3 separate regions of the Sus scrofa genome follow, and regions 1 and 2 are each linked to region 3. A link is a contact called in public Hi-C and targeted proximity ligation data. All regions are on one chromosome and are shown on one strand. The core of a region is the stretch at or near the end of the contact, and the rest is flanking DNA. Distances in the headings are between cores, read along the strand shown.

Evidence for each region. A called contact is a pair of places that touch in the nucleus more often than the background predicts.
Region 1: a contact with region 3 is called in a Hi-C map of liver, with 4 times the contacts expected there. A contact is called at or near these places in 1 of 5 promoter capture datasets (liver) and 5 of 47 Hi-C or Micro-C datasets (blood, liver and skeletal muscle).
Region 2: a contact with region 3 is called in a targeted proximity ligation map of skeletal muscle. A contact is called at or near these places in 1 of 5 promoter capture datasets (liver), 5 of 47 Hi-C or Micro-C datasets (alveolar macrophages, blood, embryonic fibroblasts and 2 more) and 1 of 2 datasets of targeted methods (skeletal muscle).

The regions. Positions count from the first base shown.
Region 1 is chr3:58,838,578-58,841,923 of Sscrofa11.1, reverse strand. No RefSeq gene overlaps it. Among named protein-coding and RNA genes, the nearest start is that of ST3GAL5, 23 kb to the left of the region's middle.
Region 2 is chr3:58,861,158-58,864,684 of Sscrofa11.1, reverse strand. It overlaps ST3GAL5 (lactosylceramide alpha-2,3-sialyltransferase), which reads right to left and starts at 1,701. Exons shown (of 7, transcript XM_021087293.1): 1 at 1,488-1,701. The coding sequence starts at 1,575.
Region 3 is chr3:58,770,157-58,773,513 of Sscrofa11.1, reverse strand. No RefSeq gene overlaps it. Among named protein-coding and RNA genes, the nearest start is that of ST3GAL5, 91 kb to the left of the region's middle.

The DNA of each region.
Region 1 (3,346 bases), core at 449-2,948, 68 kb before region 3:
GGTATGACTTGGAGATGAGCCGCTTTGCCCCTGCTCACCCCGGTACCTTTGTCAGACACCTGTTGGTCCCAGACACCCTTTCTAACCTCATCTCCTACTTCTCCCTGACCCCAACGCTGCTCCCTGGCCCGACATCCCACTCACTGTCTCTCTCAAAGGCCTCACCTATCCTGTGTCTGCACATTTATCATAATATTCCTCCCACCCCCAAATTCTTTAATGTCCCTCTTTTTTTTTTTTTTTTTCTGGCCACACCTATGGCGTGCGGGATTTCCCAGGCCAGGGATCCAACCCACACCACAGCAGTGACAACACCAGAGCCTTAACCCCTAGGCTACCTAGGGAACTCCTTTAACTTCTCAGAGCCTCCCAAAGCCCATCTCAGGTGGCACTTTCTTGTTATTCAAGCAGGTCTGGGTAGCAGAGCCTGATCTTAGTGCAGGGGAGGGAGCTGGCTGGGCTGTTTCCCTCCATGTGGTCCAGGTTTTCCCCCTTGAGCTGCTCAGATGGCACAGGGAAGAATCTTCCAGGCTCCTTCCTGGAAGGTGAGGTCAGGCTGCCAGCGTGTTCTAGACGCTTAGTGGCAAGAAGGGCTGGGAGTCCCTGAATTTAGAAATTAGTGGCGTGAGTCCTCCGTCTTTCTCTTTTGCACTGTCTCTTGGCCCTTAATCCAGAGGCCCACTCTGTTACCCAGATTACTCTGTTACAGATACTCAGCAAAACTCCAGATTTCTGCTGTGACAAGAGATGGGTAGGGTCCAGCAGGATGGCATAAGAGAGGCGCTCAAGGGCCCTAGGAAATGTACTAACAGCAGACACTCACAGTCAGCTTACCAAGTGCAGACATGGCGGTCCAAGGTAATTTACACATCCTGGCTCTATTTGCATATGTAAACATAAATATACATACATCAACTACTCCTCAAACAGTGCTCCTCCTCTCTGCCTCACCACGCATTGCCTGCCTGCCAGGTCCAGGCTTCCCTGAGGCTCCTGCTCCCTCCCTTTGAGAAGTCTGTGGTATGAAACATTTATTCTTCCAGTTCAGACTTGAGATTGGTCTCAAAAGTCTGCTTGGTTTGCTTTCCTGCTCCTAGAATGTTACTGCTATTGTTGCCTCCTAAAATTCTTTCCTACAGAGCATCACTGTAAGTAGGTGAGGGGACTAAGAGATGTTTATGGAGAGAGGTGCCCATGCCCTTGACCTGTCACAGCCTCCACCCCCATGCCTTCCCACCCCCAACCCTGCCCAAGGCCGCACCAGGAGTCAAGTCCAGATGAGGGGACTGGCCTGTGTGCAATCAGCGCACCTACCTGACCTTGCTCTCAAAGCAGCAGATAAGCCACGTAAAAGGTGGTGACCAATGGAGTTCCTGTCAGGACTCAGTGGTAACAAACCCAGCAGGTTTCCAGGAGAATGTGGGTTTAACCCCTGGCCTCGCTCAGTGGGTTAAGGATCCGGTGTTGCCGTAAGCTCTGAGGTAGGTTACAGATGCAGCTTGGACCCTGAGTTGCTGTGGCCATAGTGTAGGCTGGCAGCTTTAGCGCTCTGATTCAATCCCTGGGTCTGGGAACTTCCATATGCCACATGTGTGGCCCTAAAAAGCAAAAAAAAAAAAAAAAAAGGTTGTGACTAGTAGGTGGGCGCCCCTCCCCTTTGTACCTCACACAGATGGGCAGGCAGGAAACTCAGTGGTTTCCGGCAGCCTGGGTGGAGGAGCCGAGAGCTCTCAGCCTTTTATACCCCCAGCCATGGCAGCATCCTGAAACCACTTACGCTCTCATATGTGACATTAGTTCTGCCATTCAGGAAGCCACACAACTCAGCACCACACGTGCCTTCTGAGCCCTGACCTTTTAGTTGAGCCAGCCCTGGGCCATCTGTCTTTCTCTGTGTCTGGGTGACAGGGCTTCAGGTTTTCCATCTATGTCCATTTGCTGGGCTTCCTATGCACAAGGCTCCCCACGACCTGCCATACCTCAAGGTCCTGAGGAAAGGTAAATACAGGGAAATTTTCATTCCCCAAACCCCAGAGCTGCCTCCAGGTAGGTAGGCAAAGTTGGCCCCATGGAAACCTCTTTGGAAAGGCTTGGAGCCTAAACAGGGCTACCACCAGCCTTGAGCAAATCTAGGAAACATACCTCGTGGATTTTGCATAATAAATACACAGAACTCTAATGTCTACAAGAACAAGTTTCCTTCTTGGATGTGGTGCCCTTGTGAAGTGCACCACCTGGGCAACTGTACACAGTGACTTTGGACCCAGAGCCACAGGGGGCCAAGTGGTCTCTTACAGCCTTTCTCCCAAGCTCACAACACAGTCTCCTCTTACTTTATCTCTCCATTCTGTTGGTTAAAAGAGGCCTGGTGAGAAAGACTAATAACAGGCAGAGAGAACAAGAGTGAGAGCGTTTTCTCGAATATACGTTTGTTACAAATATTTTTTAAATTAGTAGAGTTGGGCTTTTTTTGTTTTGTTTTGTTTTTGCAGCTTTAAGTTTACTAGAAAGTTGAGTGGAAAATACTGAGTCCCATATACACCCTTGGCCCCACCAAGGTTCCCTTGTTATGAACATCTTGCATTAGTATGGTACATAAATCACAACTGATGAATTGGAGTTCCTGTCATGGCTCAGTGGTTAGCAAATCTGACTAGGAATCATGAGGTTGTGGGTTCGATCCCTGGCCTTGCTCAGTGGGTTAAGGATCTGGCCTTGCCATGAGCTGTGGTGTAGGCTATAGACGCGGCTCGGATCCCATGTTGCTGTGGCTCTGGCATAGGCTGGCGTCTACAGCTCCGATTAGACCCCTAGCCTGAGAACCTCCATATGTCACAGGAAGTGGCCCTAGAAGAGGCAAAAAGACAAAAAAAAAAAAAAAAAAAAAAAAAAAAAAAACTGATGAAACGATGGCAATATGTGATTTTTTTTTAAAAAATGTTTTTAGGGCCACCCCCATGGCATATGGAAGTTCCCAGGCTAGGGATTGAATTGGAGCTGCAGCTTCCAGTCACAGCCACATCAATGCCAGATCTGAGCTGCATCTGTGACCTATGCCTGCAGTTTGCAGCAACGCCAGATCCGTAAGCCACTGAGCAAGGCTAGGGATTGAACCCACATTCTCATGAATACTAGTCAGGTTCTTACCTACCAAGCCACAGCAGGAACTTCTAATGTGTGATTATTAAATCAAGTCTGTGGTTTATATGAGGGTTCACTGTGTGATACATTGGATGGGTTTTGACAAATGTGTGATGATATATATTCACCCTTATAGTGTCACTTGGAATTGTTTTGCTGCTCTAAAAATCCCCAGTGTTCCACCTGTCACCCCTTCCCGCCTCTC
Region 2 (3,527 bases), core at 452-2,951, 91 kb before region 3:
CTCCCTCGCTCCTCCACAAAGACTTCCCACCTCACCGCATTTCTTTTCTTGCTGAGAGGAAGACAGAGCTAATTACAATAAATAACCACAACCAAGGTTCCTTTCATCTTACAGCAACAGCAGCACTCAGACAATGGACAGACATGTGAAAAGGCTCATGGCATTTCGGTCACAGGACTCTCCCAGTTCACAGCCTCTCCTCGTCCAAGCACTGGTTGGAATTGAGGTGATCCCTGGCTCTCTGACTAGAAATGTAAACCATTCTTCTCAACTGTCAGACTTTCAGAATTATGCGAATGAAACCACAACCCATCCTGACAGTTTTTGAATCTGTGCCCCTTCACTCAGCAGACACCAGATTCTTCTTCCAGTTTCAGGACATGCATCCTTCCGCAGAGGAGGATTACCAGTCATAAACCAAGAGGAGGGCTCAGGTTTAACATCCGCAGGTGGGAGAGGAGTCTCCTTCCTCTCTGTAACCCCAACACCCAGCTCTGTGGTTGGCCCAATGAGCAGACAACCCAAAGGTGCCAGATGAAGGGCAGCAGGCAAAACCATTTTCCCTTGTAAATGAATGACATCTAATTAAGCAAAGGCCACAGACATGAAGTGAGACATGAGGACATAAAATTTGTCTTTCATGGCAGCCAATGATTCTGCAGGATCCTCTTCACTGGGAAAGACATTCTGTGGTCAGAACCTCGGAACCAGGGGCCTGAAAAGGACCTTGGCCAAGCCTACCGGTACAGACTGAAGACGGTGTTCCACAGGGATATAAGTGTTGGCCAAGGTCACCTGGTGTGGAGTTAAGGCAGGACCCCACGTCTTCCTATTTGCAGGCTCCTCCGACATGCTCTCCAAAAATCTTCCCCGAAAATCCTGCCTTACTTACACACTAGAGGCACATGTGAAGGCAGCTGCTCACGTCAAGGCAGCTGCTTCCAATTCAAGAGAAACTAAAGGTCACCAAAACGTGTCTCCCGCTGGGCTGGCCGCAGGGAGGTGACAGGCAAGGTCACTGGCGAATTTCTACCTGCAGACACCACACCTCACACCCTCCCGAAGGATGCAAAGGTCAGTTTCCGGAGCTGCTGGCCACAGAGGGCCCCCGAATGCTGTCCTGGGGAAATGAGTTAACTTGGCTTTCCAGGTTCAGAAGCTTCCAGCAATGAATTAAACCCCAAGCCGCTGCAGAAGACAGAGGAGAAAAGCGCCACCGCAGCCGAACCCCACAGCCCGGCCGTTCACCCCTCTGCCTCCTTCGTGTTCACACTTGCGCGGGCCGCGGCGCCCCCAGCCCGTCCACTCCGCGGGAGGCCACCGCTCTCAGCCCGCGAGACGCGTTTGGGGGAAGTGGGTCCTGGGCGCTGCCCATGGGGGCTGGGACGGAGCCGCCAGGCCCAGCCGCACTGGAACAGGGACAGATCGCCGCCGCCGCCCCCGGCCGGCGGGCCCCGCTACGCCAAGGAGGGGGCTGCGCCACGTACCTCGGCCGGCAGGTGCCGCCGCCTCCGCCGCCTCGGTTTGCGGCTGCAGGGGACGCCGCTCGGTGCAGCCTGACGCTTTCGTCCGCATACTAGGGAGCGGGAGCCCGCGGGCCGCCAGTCCCTGGCCCCGCGCCCCCGCCCGCCCCCGACGCCGCGCTCGCGCCCATTCAGTCCAGGACCATCAGCTCCCTGGCTCAGATGCGGAGGAGGGGCGTGGGGCGGGGCCGGAGTCACGAGTACGCCAGAGACCAATCAGAGCGCGTGAGTGCTCCCGGGGCGGCCCGGCTCCCAGAACACGCAACCCTCCACCCTGCCGGGTAAAGGGGAGGGGGCGCCCCCAGCCGGACACGCGCGGAGCTGTGTGCGGCATGGGGGGTCCCGGGTACCCACCGCCCTTTGGATCTCTGTGCGGTTAGACTGTGGAGGCACTAAGAAGAGGTGTATTTAGACTGGTTCTAGAAGATTACTGAGGGGAGGACTCGTAGTTGCGGAGCCGCTGAATGAACCGGCTTTATGTAGTCACGTGCTTTATTCTACAGGACCGACCCCCAGGCAAAGCAGCTTTGGAGTTCTAGGGCCCTGGAGACAAGCAGGGAAACCTGAGTGCGGCTGGGGATGTGCAGAACAGAAAAGCGAGAGATTACTAGTTTCACAGCTGGGTAATTGAGACCCAAAGAGCAAAGGTGAGTCACTGGGGCAATTAGTGGCAGAACCAGGATCAGAACCTGCGCCTGGAGCGCCCATTTCCATACCTCTGGAATCCCCCTTGATTCTGGAGAGCAAATGGCATACAATTTTTAAAGCGTGAATATTGGTGAATCCCCAAGTTCAGGAATTTAAAAGACTTGAAAGGACGGATATGTTCTTTCTTTCAACGGCCAGGTGTGTAGAATGTGCCTGTGACATTGCTGTGCCATCGGACTTGTTGACTCTCCAGTAAAGTCGGTGAAGTTGGTCTGCTTTCAGAATTTTCTTTCGGGTTGCTGGACATATACAGAGCAATCACAGTCATGTGCCTGTGGTGCCTGTTAGGTCCTTGCTTGATAAAGAAGATTCTAGACATTGAGCCAAATATGTCTCTACGAACTGAGAGTCTTATCACTCTTTTTTGCAACAGCTTGCACTCAGTTTGCACAGCTCCAAACAGGGTTTGAAGATGTCTGTGTTTGTCCCTCAGCGGGGATGGGGTGCTAAAAAAAAAAAAAAAAAGTGTTATCTGAGTAACAAAGATCAGGGGGGAGGAGTTCCCTTGTAGTTCAGCAGGTTAAAAACTAGACTAGTGTTTATGAGGATGCTGATTCAATCCCTGGTCCTGCTCAGTGAGTTAAGTATCCAGCGATGCCGTGAGCTGTCACAGATGCAGCTTAGATCCCGCGTTGCTGTGGCTGTGGCTATGGCATAGGCCAGCAGCTCTGATTTGACCCCTAGCTTGGAGACATACACATGCCACAGGCATGGCCCTAAAAAGAGAAAAAAAGAAAGAAAGAAAAAAAGATCAGGAGGGAAATCTTGGAAAGGAAAGGGTGGAAGGATTCTCCCTTCACGCCTCCCAAAAGGATTTTGTCATAAAAATGTTTCTGGATTATCTAAGGTGACGACACTTGAGCATTTTGAAAATACTGGTGAAAAAGCTGTCACTAGGAGATCAAAATCCAGTGTGTTGGCCAAGGCTGACCAGCAGAGCAGCGGCCTGGCTCCGTGGGGTTAGTGACAGCTGCAAGGGGAATGCTGAGCACCTCACTTCCTCTCCCTTGGAGACCAGCCCATTTCTCCCAGATCCTCCTTGTCCATAAAGCCAGCCCTTGTTTGAAGGTATTTATTTAGAGCAGGAACGGTTAACCTTGCAGTTAATCTACCACTAACAGAGCCATAGTGAGACCTGACCGCCACTGTCTTCCTGTTGGGGGCTGAACCCTCATCCGTGCACCTCTGCACTTCAGCCTGCCCTCAGGCAGGCAAGGCCCAGACACCCTTTAAGGCTGCCATGTGAGTCAGCAGTACCCGGGCTGGGAAGAGTGTGAGTTAAGTAGGAGAAAGGGA
Region 3 (3,357 bases), core at 129-2,628:
GTCTGGGTGCCATGGAAACCTCTCCAGGGAGCAGAGAGGGACAGCAACAGCCCAGGCCTCCCACACTAAGCCCATTGTCTCCTGAGCCAGCCCCCCTCAGAGGGCCCTTATCACCAGTCCCCTGGCAGGCCTCAGCTCCAGGCTCCCCACCCCACCAGCAGCACTAGCTTCCCTCCCTCTGGCCCGCCTGGGGCATCAACGGGGTCTTACCTGCCTTAGGACCCACCACCCATCCCGCCTACCCTACCCCAGGTGAAATCCAGGGAAGTCCCAGTAATGAGGCTGGAGAGCTGCCCTGAGAGTGAAGAGACGTAAGGCAGGGAGGCAGCAGAGGCAGTTTCCCTTCTGGGGTTGATTAGAAGGAAATCTAGGAGTTCCAGTCATGGCTCAGCAGAAACGAACCCTGAGGATGCAGGTTTGATCCCTGGCCTCACTCAGTGGGTTAAGGATCCTATGTTGCTGTGGCTGTGGTGTAGACCAGCAGCTTCAACTCTAATTTGACCCTTAGCCTGGGAAATTTCATATGTCATGGGTGAGGCGCTAAAGAGCAAAAAATAAACAAAAAAACCAAAGTAGGGGCGCCAAGAACTAGAAGGAAGGGCTTTGATTACAGCAGCCCCTGTCACCAGCTGTCACCCAAGTGTCCCCTGGGTGCTCCCTTCACAATGATATGACTGACAAGGCACCACCGTCAAGTAAAGCCCCTGAAGCTCCTCAGGTTAGAGGATCTGGAGAGTGGAGTTGAGGGGTGGGGAGGGGTGGGGGGAGTCCAGAGGGGCAGCCAGAGGAGCCTGGGCTTTGGACCCAGAGCTGAGGGTGGGGTGGTGGGAAGCATCCTGTCCCAGCAGGATGACCTGGGAGAAGTTAGGTGACCTCCCTTAGCCTCGGCTTGAGCATCTGTGAAAAGAGAGCAATAAAACTTTCAGCACAGGCTGCTGGGATGTGGCAAGGACCTGAAGGCCAGCAAACAGCAGGGCACAGAGAGGGCTCTTGCTCAGCAGATCAGTTATCACTATTATCTATTTGACAACATTTTACCCCCAGAACTCTGGGCACTGAGTCAGGTGCTTGGGGACAAAGGACCCACTGGGAACAAAGGGAGAGGCCTCAAGTGACCCCACCAGAGGCAAGAGTCCCTGGCCTGAGAGAGGAGGCAGCAAATGGTTGAGCTTCAGGGAACACGTGGACCCCAGCAAGGGGCCCCCCTAACATTCCCCTTGGGATTTTATACGGGTGGCCGGTTAGTTCCTGGAATGTCCAAGAAAAACAAACTGGTTGTCCTGAGTAAAATTGCAGCCTGGCTAAGGCCGGGTGGGTCTGCTTTAAATTAAACACAGTGCTTCTGAGATTATTTTCGTCTCCTGGCCGCTGCTGGTCAGTGGAGACATTACCTCACCTCACCTTCCTGCTCAGAGGTGGGGATGCTGATGGGGAGTGGGCCTGGGGATGGGATGACACGTGTGTATGTGGGTGTGGGTGGGTGGGTGTGGGTGTGGGTGTGAGTGTGAGTGTGGCTGAGCGCCCCATCCCAGGCTCCCACATTGGAGGTGAGCAGGCAGCCCTCCTCTAATGACATGGTCTATCTCTGGGGCTGGGGGTGCTGGAATTGGGGGATGTGAGGATGCTTCTGTGTGCAGTCAACCCAGTCCTTGGCATTTAGCTGAGGAATTACAGCGTGTGCAAATACACTGCTTTCCTGGGAGTACTTGAAAAAAACTCGGCTACAGTTTTACAAGTCCAGGGTTGGTCCCTTTCAAATATTCAGGCGCTGGGTGGCTCCTCCTGGAACTCCAGCGTGCTTTAGCTGCTTTAGCTGGCAAGCTGAGACAGAGAAGCCAGAGTCCTCATAGGGTGCCTTGGTCAAGTGTGGAGTTCCTGGTGTTCCCGTTGTGGCTCCGTGTTTAACGAATCCCACTAGGAACCATGAGGTTGTGGGTTTCAATCCCTGGCCTTGCTCAGTGGGTTGAGGATCTGGTGTTGCCGTGAGCTGTGGTGTGGGTTGCAGATTTGGCTCGGATCCCATGTTGCTGTGGCTCTGGCATAGGCCGGCCCCTAGGGGTCTGATTAGACCCCTAGCCTGGGAACCTCCATACGCCGCAGGAGCGGCTCAAGAAAAGGCAAAAAGACCAAAAAAAGGGTGGAGTTCCCTTCTGGTTTTGAAAATTACTTTTGGCCAGCCTTGCCAGCTCATGGAGTCCTAGAAAATTCTGGAATATTGGAGTCAGGCCGACTGGAGTGTGTGAGTTCCAGTTCCCTTGATGAAGATGTCCTAATCTTATTTGGACCTCGAATAGCCTCATCTTTTTTTTTTTTTTTTTTTTTTTTGGCTGCACCTATAATTGCATGGAAGTCCCCGTTGAGGGATCAAAGCTATGTATGTCACAGCAGTGACGATGCTAAATCCTTAACCACTAGGCCACTAAGGAACTCCTCAGCTCCATCTTTAAAATGGAGGTAAGGGGGAGTTCCCGTTAAGAACCCGATAGAGTGTCTGTGAGCATGCAGGTTCAATCCCTGGCCTCGCTCAGTGGGTTAAGGATCCGGCATTGCTGCAAGCTGTGTCATTTGGTCACAGATGCCACTTGGATCTTGTGTCGCTGTGACTGAGGTGTAGGTCAGCATCCGTAGCTCCGATTTTACCCCAGCCTAGGAACTTCCATATGCCACAGGTGCAGCCCTAAAAAAGAAAATTAATTAATTAATTAATTAATTAATTAAAAAACAAAAATAGCCTTACAAAAATAAAATGGAGATAAGTGAATTCCTGCCGTGGTGCAACAGAATCAGCAGTGTCTCTGCAGCATCAGGATGCAGGTTCGATCCCTGGCCGGGCACAGTGTGTTAAGGATCTGGCATTGCCCCACAGCTGTGGTGTAGGTTGAAGCTGTGGCTCGGATCTGATCCCTGGCCCAGGAAGTCCATATGCTGTGAGGTGGCCAAAAAGGAAACATTTTTAAATTAAAAAATAAAATAAAGTGGAGATAAGGCTACCTACTTCCCAAGCGTTGTTATGTGGATTAAATGAAATTAAGTGTGCCAAAGTTTCTTTTGTTTCAAACAAAGTATACCCAAGATCTCTGCCTATAAGAAACAGAAATCTCCTCAAGCTGCCATGTGTACAAGGGAAATTTTTTTTAAGGAATCAAGGGACTTGCATGAAAACAGGCCTCCAGGCCTCTCAGAGAGCTGGAACCAGGAGCCTGAAAAGAGATTTGCCATGGCCTTTGTCTTGCTCTGCCTGCACGTGCACTTGGGTGCCTCCTTCTGGGGACCTCAGCACATCTCCTTTCCCTGCAGACCAGCTTTCAAGGAGAAAGACCCATTTACCCACCAGCCTTGGCTTTATGTCATTTTCTT